Regions from separate parts of the Callithrix jacchus genome. Here region 1 is linked to region 2. Evidence: chromatin contacts called from public Hi-C data. All regions are on one chromosome and are shown on one strand. The core of a region is the stretch at or near the end of the contact, and the rest is flanking DNA. Distances in the headings are between cores, read along the strand shown. Region 1 holds the start of GJD3 (gap junction protein delta 3). Region 2 overlaps LOC118153776 (a long non-coding RNA gene).

Region 1 (4,561 bases), core at 265-2,764, 150 kb after region 2:
CTCCAGTGCCTGCACCCACCAGTCCACACAAGCCTGGCACAGAGGCAGCCCCTGCCGGGCATTGTCAGGCCCTGGACACCACCTGCGAAGCCCAGCCAGGCTGGACAGTTCCACGAAAGGCTCAAGAGCTTGGGCTCCAGAACCAGCAGGGCCCACTTAGGCCTGGACCTGCTATTTACCGGCTTTGTAACAGCAGGCATGTGGCTTAGACCCTCTGAGTCTCAGTTTCCACATGAATAAATAGTGCCCTCCCGCCACTGTTCACAGAGAAATGAATGAGCTCTTTGGTATTAAGGAGCTAACGGGGCTCCACACCAGGCCTGACCCAGCAGGTGGGGTATGCTATGCATTCAGGCGGACCCCTAGGAAGGCAGAGCAGACAACCAAACATCTCAGCCTGGAGTGTCCCCTCCCTGACCACTCAGATCACCATCGGTCACCCTTACTCCCTTCTCTATAAAACAGCTTCCCCTGCCACCCAGGGCAGTAGGAAGGAACTCTCAATTCAGAGCATTCTGCGGGGGAAGAAGTCCTCTCTCTATTCTTTACATTATAAAATAACATGTTAGGATGGGCATGGTGGCTCATGCCTGTATTCCCAGCACTTTGGGAGGCAGAGGCAGGAGAATCACTTGAACCCGGGAGACAGAGGCTGCATTCAGCCAAGATAGCGCCACTGCACTGCAGCCTGGGCAACAGAATGAGACTCCATCTCAAAAATAAATAAATAAATAAATAACATGCTTATTATAGTGAAGCTGGAAATTACAGAAAAGTGGGAAGGAAACCAAAGATTTTATTTAACTACTAAAGCCAGCCACTTGGGATATTTTAATGGTTTTCCATATGGGATATTTTTTTCCAGGCCCAAGTGTTTTTCGGTTCTCTGTCACATGGTTGGGAACTCAATATTAAGAACTAGAGAATCCCAGCTGGTCAGGAGGCTGAGGTGTGAGGATCACTTGAAGCCAGGAGTTCAAGATCAACCTGGACTAATAGAGAGACCCCGTCTCAAAAAAAGATGTAGAGCTGGAAGGAAACTTGGGGGTTAGCAAGCCTGGCCACCTTGGTTGATGACGCAGGAAAACCAGGCTCAGTCCAGACAAACGGTTTTTCCCAGGTGAGTGGTGGCAGAGCTGGACCCAGAAGCTGTTGGATGTTTGCTGCCCCTTGAACTCCAGCAGCCAAACATCTTCACAGGCATGATTAGTGCATAGTGGGTCTAGGTTCTAGGCTGAGAGGCTGTCTGGGAAGGGCTTCCTGGAACCCCCCAACTCCCTTGATAAAAGATGTGGCTCTGGTTAACCCCCTCCCCCATTTCCAGATGGAGACTTAGCTATGAGGTGGGGAGGTGGGGGGCCAGAAAGTGAAGGCCGCACAGCCCAACAACGGGCGTGGCCCGTGCTGTTCCCAAGGGCGGAGCCAGCAAGCAGGGTCACCCTGTTCCTTTAAGAGAAGGGGGAGCGCTAGCCCCTCTCAGCCATCCTGTCCGGTCCTCCATCCCGGCCAAATCCGAAAAGGAAAATGAAAGAGGGAGCAAGAGGCGCCGGTCCCAGCCACCTCCCAAGGTCCCTGGCTCAGCTCTGACACCCCAGCCCCGGCCCCAGGGTGAGTGGGGTTGGGTGATGGTCTAGGAACACCAGGGGTGTGTGGGGACCTGTGTGAGTATGGGGTGGGGGAGGCTCTCAGGAGATGTGGAGGCTAGAGGCACAGGAGGTGGGGGAGGAGAGGGAAGAGGCTGGGCCCGCATTCCTACCACGCTGGAGTAAGAGAGCAGGAAAACCTCCGACAAAGGACCCTGGGACAGTTATGAAAGCGGGGTTGCCTCTATGCCAGCCCCCCCTCCTTGAGAGGAGTTCACTACAGTCTAAATGGTGAGAGAAATAGTGGGCCGAGAAAGAAATGGTCTGGCTGCCTCTGCCACTCTCTCCTCTCCCAGGGGCACCAAATTGGGTCTGGAGGCCGGGGTTCGAGGCTCCACTCTTCCCACAGCATCCTTGACAGCTAAGGGCACCGCTGGGTTTCTGCTTCCACCAGGCAAGTCAGGGGCTGGCCCAGCTGATCTCCAAGGTCCTTCCTAAGAATCTGGGATCTTCAAGATCCCAGGGTCGAACCGCGACGGCCCACGGGGGTGCGGCTAAAACACAAATGGGGGCTCCTCCCCAGCACGCATTGGCTCCAAAGAGAAGGGAACCCATACTTGAGCGTCACCTGCTCCTCTCGGGCCTTCCCGTGGCCCTCCCTTCCACACTGGTCTTCTCGCTAAACGCGGGCCTCTCCCACACCATGACTCACCCTAAAGTCAGAGAAGGCCCAAGGGCCCCTACCCCGACGGTCGTGGAAGGGGTGGGGGTCTCTGACCTGCCCCAGACCCTGACTCCCCGCCCCGCGTCCCCAGCGCCATGGGGGAGTGGGCGTTCCTGGGCTCCCTGTTGGACGCCGTGCAGCTGCAGTCGCCGCTCGTGGGCCGCCTCTGGCTGGTGGTTATGCTGATCTTCCGCATCCTGGTGCTGGCCACGGTGGGCGGCGCCGTGTTCGAGGACGAGCAAGAGGAGTTCGTGTGCAACACGCTGCAGCCGGGCTGTCGCCAGACCTGCTACGACCGCGCCTTCCCGGTCTCCCACTACCGCTTCTGGCTCTTCCACATCCTGCTGCTCTCGGCGCCCCCGGTGCTGTTCGTCGTCTACTCCATGCACCGCGCAGGCAAGGAGGCGGACGGCGCGGAGGTAGCGGCGCCGTGCGCCCTCAAGCGGCCCGAGGCCCAGTGCGCGCCGTGCGCCCTGCGCGCCCGCCGCGCGCGCCGCTGCTACCTGCTGAGCGTGGCGCTGCGCCTGCTGGCGGAGCTGACCTTCCTGGGCAGCCAGGCGCTGCTCTACGGCTTCCGCGTGGCCCCGCACTTCGCGTGCGCCGCCCCGCCCTGCCGGCACACGGTCGACTGCTTCGTGAGCCGGCCCACCGAGAAGACCGTCTTCGTGCTCTTCTACTTCGCGGTAGGGCTGCTGTCGGCGCTGCTCAGCGTGGCAGAGCTGGGCCACCTGCTCTGGAAGGGCCGCCCGCAGGCCGAGGAACGCCACAACCGCTGCAACCGTGCGCATGAGGAGGCGCAGAAGCTGCTCCCGCCGCCGCCGCCGGCCCTGCCCTCCCGGAGCCCCGACCCCGAGCCCTGCGCCCAGCCCGCCTATGCGCACCGGTCGCCCGCCAGCCACCGCGACAGCGGCAGCGGCCGCGGCAAGGCGTCACCGGCCACCGGCCGCGGGGACCTGGCCATCTAGAGGCGGGCCTTGCCTCGCGCGGGCTGGACGGCAAGGGCCGGACCCCGCCACCTAAGCCAGCACCGCAGAAGCCAGAAGCCGCTTCCTCCAGAGCTGTCGCCGGACCTGCCCCGGCAGGAAACGAGCCTTAGGGACGGCCCGCAGGCCGCAGCGCTCTTGCCTCGTACTGCCTCCCAGCGGCTGCCTGCGGCACCTGGGACCGGCGGAGCTGTGGGTGGAGGATGAACTCAGGCAGGTCCAGGTGGAAAGGAAGGAGGCCAGTTTCCCGAGAGTGGACCCGAGGCGGAAAGCAGAGCGGAAGGTGGAGGGTGATGGTTTTACTAGGGACGAAAACAACTGATGCCCGCCTTCTCAGGCACTCTCCGTGTTCAGAGAGAGTGCCCCTCCCCGTGTGGGCCTTCTGTGAGTGTGCACACACAGACACATACGCACTGTGAGCTGTGTGCCCTCGCACATGTACACCGTGTGAGCGCCGTGCATGTGCGCACATGTGTACAGCCTGCGTGAGGCCCACTCGTGCGCACAGACCCACGTAACCCCCCGGTGAGCTGTGTGTGTGCACATGCACACAGACACATGTGTGCCCTGTGAGAGCTGAGTACACACATCCTTGTGAGCTTTGTGTGAGTCCATTGTTTACACACACACCGTCCATCCTGCACGACTTCGTGTGCACACCTAGACACATAAACATCCTTGTTCGCTAGTGCGCATGTGGGCATCCTGCGTGACCTCCTGCGTGTGTGTGTGTGTGTGTGTGTGTGTGAAAGAGAGAGAGAGATCTCTGATATGCCCTGCGGAGGTGGCCAGGATCCGATGCCAGCAGCAGCCACAATGGCTGCCCCCCACCACCCTAAACCAGCTGATCTGCCAGGGCATTGCAGGAGGTCTGTCTCCCCTCCCGAGAGACCTGTCCAGGGAGACAAGAGGAGGAAAGGGGTCTCTTCCCCGGGCAGGCCTCAGTCCTCAGGGGCCTATGAACAGATCCTCCCTGTCCGCCTTGTGTTGAGGTGGGGGCTGGGCCCTTTCATGGAGGTGGCGGTGGAGGTGGGGTGGGGGCAGGAGGCAGGCCGAAGGACAACACAGACTTGTGTTATGCCTCCCTCCTCCATCTTTATCCTCCCCACCACTGCTGCTCCCCAGGCTATGAACGGGAAAGTCCCTTCTGTCCTCAGGAGAAAGTTCCCAAAACACACCGCGCTGGGGCCCTGACTTCCCTTCCAACCACCCACTTTTTCCTCCTTTCAGGCATTGGAAGAGCTGCTGCCTATGTAGGCATCCCCGTCCTG
Region 2 (4,028 bases), core at 684-3,183:
GGGCCAAGGCAGTTAAGCAGCTGATGTGCCTTCTCCACTCTCTTCCCCACCCACTAGCTAGAGCCCGATGGCCGAAGTGATCTTGGAAGCTACCAGTTAAAGATGGCAGAGCTAATTAATTAGCATGGTGGCACACACCTAGAGTCCCAGTTTTTTGGGAGGTTGAGGCAGAAGAATCACTTGAACCCGGGAGGTGGAGGCTGCAGTGAGCCAAGATCGCACCACCGCACTCCAGCCTGGGCAACAGAGCGAGACTCCATCTCAAAAAAAGAAAAGAAGGTAGAGCTGTCAGAAGCCTGGTGTCTAGATGAGCCTTACTGCTAACCTGGTATTTTCTGAGACCATCAGAGAGACAAGAAACAAGCTTCCATTGTCTCTAAGCCATCACACATTCTTGGGTCTATTTGTTACACCGGTTAGCGTCTCCTGACCAATACAGGTGGCTATCGATTTACTATATACCAGGAACTGCATGAAGTGTTTTTACTATTATCTCAGTTAATCCTCACAGTACTTCCACAAGGGAGCTACTTTAAAGGCCCTGTTTTATAGATGAGAAAACTGAGGCTTAGAAAGGTTAGGTAACTTGGCCAAAGTGACCAAGTGATAAACTGCATTCTGACCGGAACCAGAGTGTCCCACCACCGACAGTGAGCTTGGTGCATGTCTGATATCCTCCCCAGACCATTGTCACTGGGAAGATCGGAGCGGAAGAAAGATCACACCTTTCCCTCCTGCAGAAACAAGAGTCTGATCTGCACTAGATTTTTTGTTTTGTTTTGCTTTTTTTGAGATGGATTCTCACTATGTCACCCAGGCTGGAGTGCCATGGCACGATCTCCAGTCACTGCAAACTTCACCTCCCAGATTCAGGCGATTCTCCTGCCTCAGCTTCCCGAGTAGCCTGGATTACAGACACCTGCCACCATACTAACTAATTTTTGTATTTTTGGTAGAGACATGGTGAACCATGTTGACCAGGCTGGTCTTGAACTCCTGACCTTAAGTGATCCACCCGCCTTAGCCTCCCAAAGTGCTGGGACTACAGGCATGAGCCACACCACACTAGATATTTTGTAATATCATTACTTTTCAGCTTTCATTTTCCGAGAGCCTGCTAGGTCCTACAGAGTCAGTGGAAGGGGGAGGCACTTCACATATAGGGTTATCATCAGGAGAGCCCTGCCAGGTGGGTATGTACTCTGCTGAGCTAGAAGCAGGCTCTGGGAAGCTCAATGACCTCCCCAAGGTGACCTGCCTGAGTGGCCAAGCATAAAAGAAACTGGGTCTGCCGGGCTCTCGCCTCCACTCTGCTTGCACACTCCACCCCTCCCTTGTCAGGCCACTCTGATCTGGGAGGCAGCTGGAGGATTCCAGCAGAGCAGGGGTGGGGAATGGAGGGGGTAGAGAGAGAGAGAGAGAGAGAGAGGTGTGTGTGTGTGTGTGTGTGTGTGCGCGCACACATGCGCGCACACGCACGCACGTGAGCCCTACATGTGTATATCAATGTTTCACTGCTTCTATCCCTCAGTCTGGTTTTCATTTCTTTAGGGAAGAGGATGCGGCATGAAAGACAAGTGGAAGAAAAGAAAATAGAAAATTCTTCAGGCTAAGGGAATAAAAGGTCAGAAAACATCAAAGTTGATGGAAACTGTGAGTTTCATAGCCAAACCCCTTGGCTTAGTCCAGGAGGAAACTCTAGCCCATAAAAAAAAAAAAGGATTTGCTCAAGGAGTTGGGTTAGAGCCTGCACTTCCAAAACCCCACCAGTGCTTTTTGTACCAAGCCCTCTGCCCCAAAGCCAGGAGAGGATAGGTCACTCACAGTTCATAGCTCAGCTCAGACATCACCCCCTCTCGGCAGCTTTCCTTCCCCCGCCACAGCAGCTCTGCCACTCCTCTGTACTCAGTGGTTTACTCACCTGTCTGCCTCCCCCACTGGACTGTGAGAGGATGGAAACAGATTCTGTCTTGGTCCTCAGACCTCAGGAGACCTGGCACATAGTAAGTACTCAATAAACAACTGTGGGACTGAATGTCCGAATGAGTGAAGGGATGAACCAAATGGTTATACGTGCCATTCTACATAACAATGGCCTCGCGTGCACACAGGGCTTTCATTTTTCAAATCACATTAATCACATTGTCTCAGTAGGACCCAGTGAGAGGCCCCAATGACAAGGAGAATGGTATCAAGCGCACACACATTTACACATGCAGCTCCCCTCCGTGTTTATGTACGTATAAGAGACCCATACACCCATCCATCCCCAGCCAGCAAGAAAGATGCTATGACGTGCTATTTCCTGTTTTGTCTGCAAACGCCGAGGCGTCCTCTATTTTTTCCCCCACCCCGGCGCGCGCGCGCGCGCGCACACACACACACACACACACACACACTTGCGCAGGGCCGGTTTTCCTCCTTAGCTGAAAGAGAGTAAAAGAGAGCCAGCCGTCCACAAGGGGGCATTCAAAGACCATCAAACACAATGTCTCAAAGCCACGACTGCTACCTAAACTTGATCTTGAAGAGAAAAGAAGATCCCAGGGACAACTGAAGAGGCAGGGTGGGGTCTCGCATGGAAACGAGAAGAGGAAGTGGTCAGCCACTGGAGAAGCAGGGCTGATGGAGATGGCGGCTCCGTCTAAATAATAGAAATGGTAATAACCCTCACTCTTCGTATTTACTAAATATTTACCAAGCACTGGTGCCTGGTCTAAGCACTTCACATGTCACGACTGGTTTAATCTTCCTCTCACCTCTGCAAGGTTCAATACTGCTATCATTCTGGCTTTATAGATGAAAAAACAAATGAATCAGAAAAACTGAGTAACTTGCCCAGGGTCACTCAGTGGTGAAGTAGGAATTCAAACCCAGGACCTGTTATCCATAGGTCACACTGTTAAACTACTCTGCTGCCTCGAAGCTGGACTTTCAGACATCCTACTTCTCAGCCCAGGATTCTCTCTGCCGGACTCTACTTCTCACAGATCAAGGCCCTTTTGGGTGGTTGTTGAAGGACCTAGAAGCTGATTTCCTAAGAGTGAATAACGGTGCCCTGAAGCTGACCCCTCATCCGCTATAAACTGTTGATGCTGGGTTGGTGTAGTGCCTTTGGAAAGCAGTAAAGCAATTATTAGCAAAAGGCCTAAAGCTCTTCCTTCCCCTTTGACCCTATAATCTCATTCCTGGGAAATTATTCCAAGGAAATTATCCAAACGGAAGCCAAGTGTTATCTGCATGCATGTGTGCCCTGAAGTCTTTCTTTAAAGGTCAAAAACTGGAAGGACAATAAGGAAGTGGTTTAATACTCGGGCATCATTACAATGGACAGTCCAGCCTGGAAAAGCACAGTTGTGTTAACTGTGATGGGAATGGGCACTCGGAGGATGCTTCTGCTGCACAGTGTATCACCACCACACTCCCACCTCACTAGCCAATTCAACAAATCACGCTTGTCAAGGAGAGAGAAGTCTCTTTGTTCATGCTCAAAATAAACTTAGCCTCTGATGCCCCAAAGGAACAGAAGAGAAGCTTAAATGCAACAAAAACAATAACCTCAATAATTCTTGGGTTTTGAGTTTCCAAGGCCCCAGTTCGTGATGATGTATGACATTTTCTGAGAGTGATTTTGATGATTGGTTATTGATGATTTTCACCTTTCACACTGTTCTTGTGACTAAGCTATCTAATTCTTCATATTAAATTGTGTTAGTGTATCTGGTGTGGTTTCTGGTTTCTGACCAGACCCTGATACATACATAGATCATGGACCCTAACGATACTTTTTCCTTTCTTTCTTTCTTTCTTTTTTTTTATTTTATTTTATTTTATTTTATTTGAAACGGAGTTTTGCTCTCGTTGCCCCGGGCTGCCTCAGCCTCCCGAACAGCTGGGATTACAGGCATGCGCCACCACGCCTGGCTAATTTTGTATTTTTAGTAGAGACGGGGTTTCTCCATGTTAGTCAGGTTGGTCTCTAACTCCCGACCTCAGGTGATCTGCCCACCTCAGCCTCCCAAAGTGCT

Evidence for each region. A called contact is a pair of places that touch in the nucleus more often than the background predicts.
Region 1: a Hi-C map of induced pluripotent stem cells shows a contact between it and region 2, with 3 times the contacts expected there. The contact joins the promoter of GJD3 here to the enhancer-like site in region 2. A contact is called at or near these places in 2 of 3 Hi-C or Micro-C datasets (induced pluripotent stem cells and skeletal muscle).

What each region holds. Positions count from the first base shown.
Region 1 is chr5:92,898,007-92,902,567 of calJac240_pri, forward strand. GJD3 (gap junction protein delta 3) reads left to right here and starts at 1,515. Exons shown (of 2, transcript XM_078375549.1): 1 at 1,515-1,608; 2 at 1,940-4,561. The coding sequence starts at 2,403. The coding sequence ends at 3,272.
Region 2 is chr5:92,743,263-92,747,290 of calJac240_pri, forward strand. It overlaps LOC118153776 (a long non-coding RNA gene), which reads left to right. Exons shown (of 3, transcript XR_008481552.2): 2 at 1,552-1,624. Among named protein-coding and RNA genes, the nearest start is that of TNS4, 30 kb to the right of the region's middle. Within about 2 kb of position 1,934, at least 4 of the 16 cell types and tissues checked have an H3K27ac peak or open chromatin away from gene starts, as enhancers often do.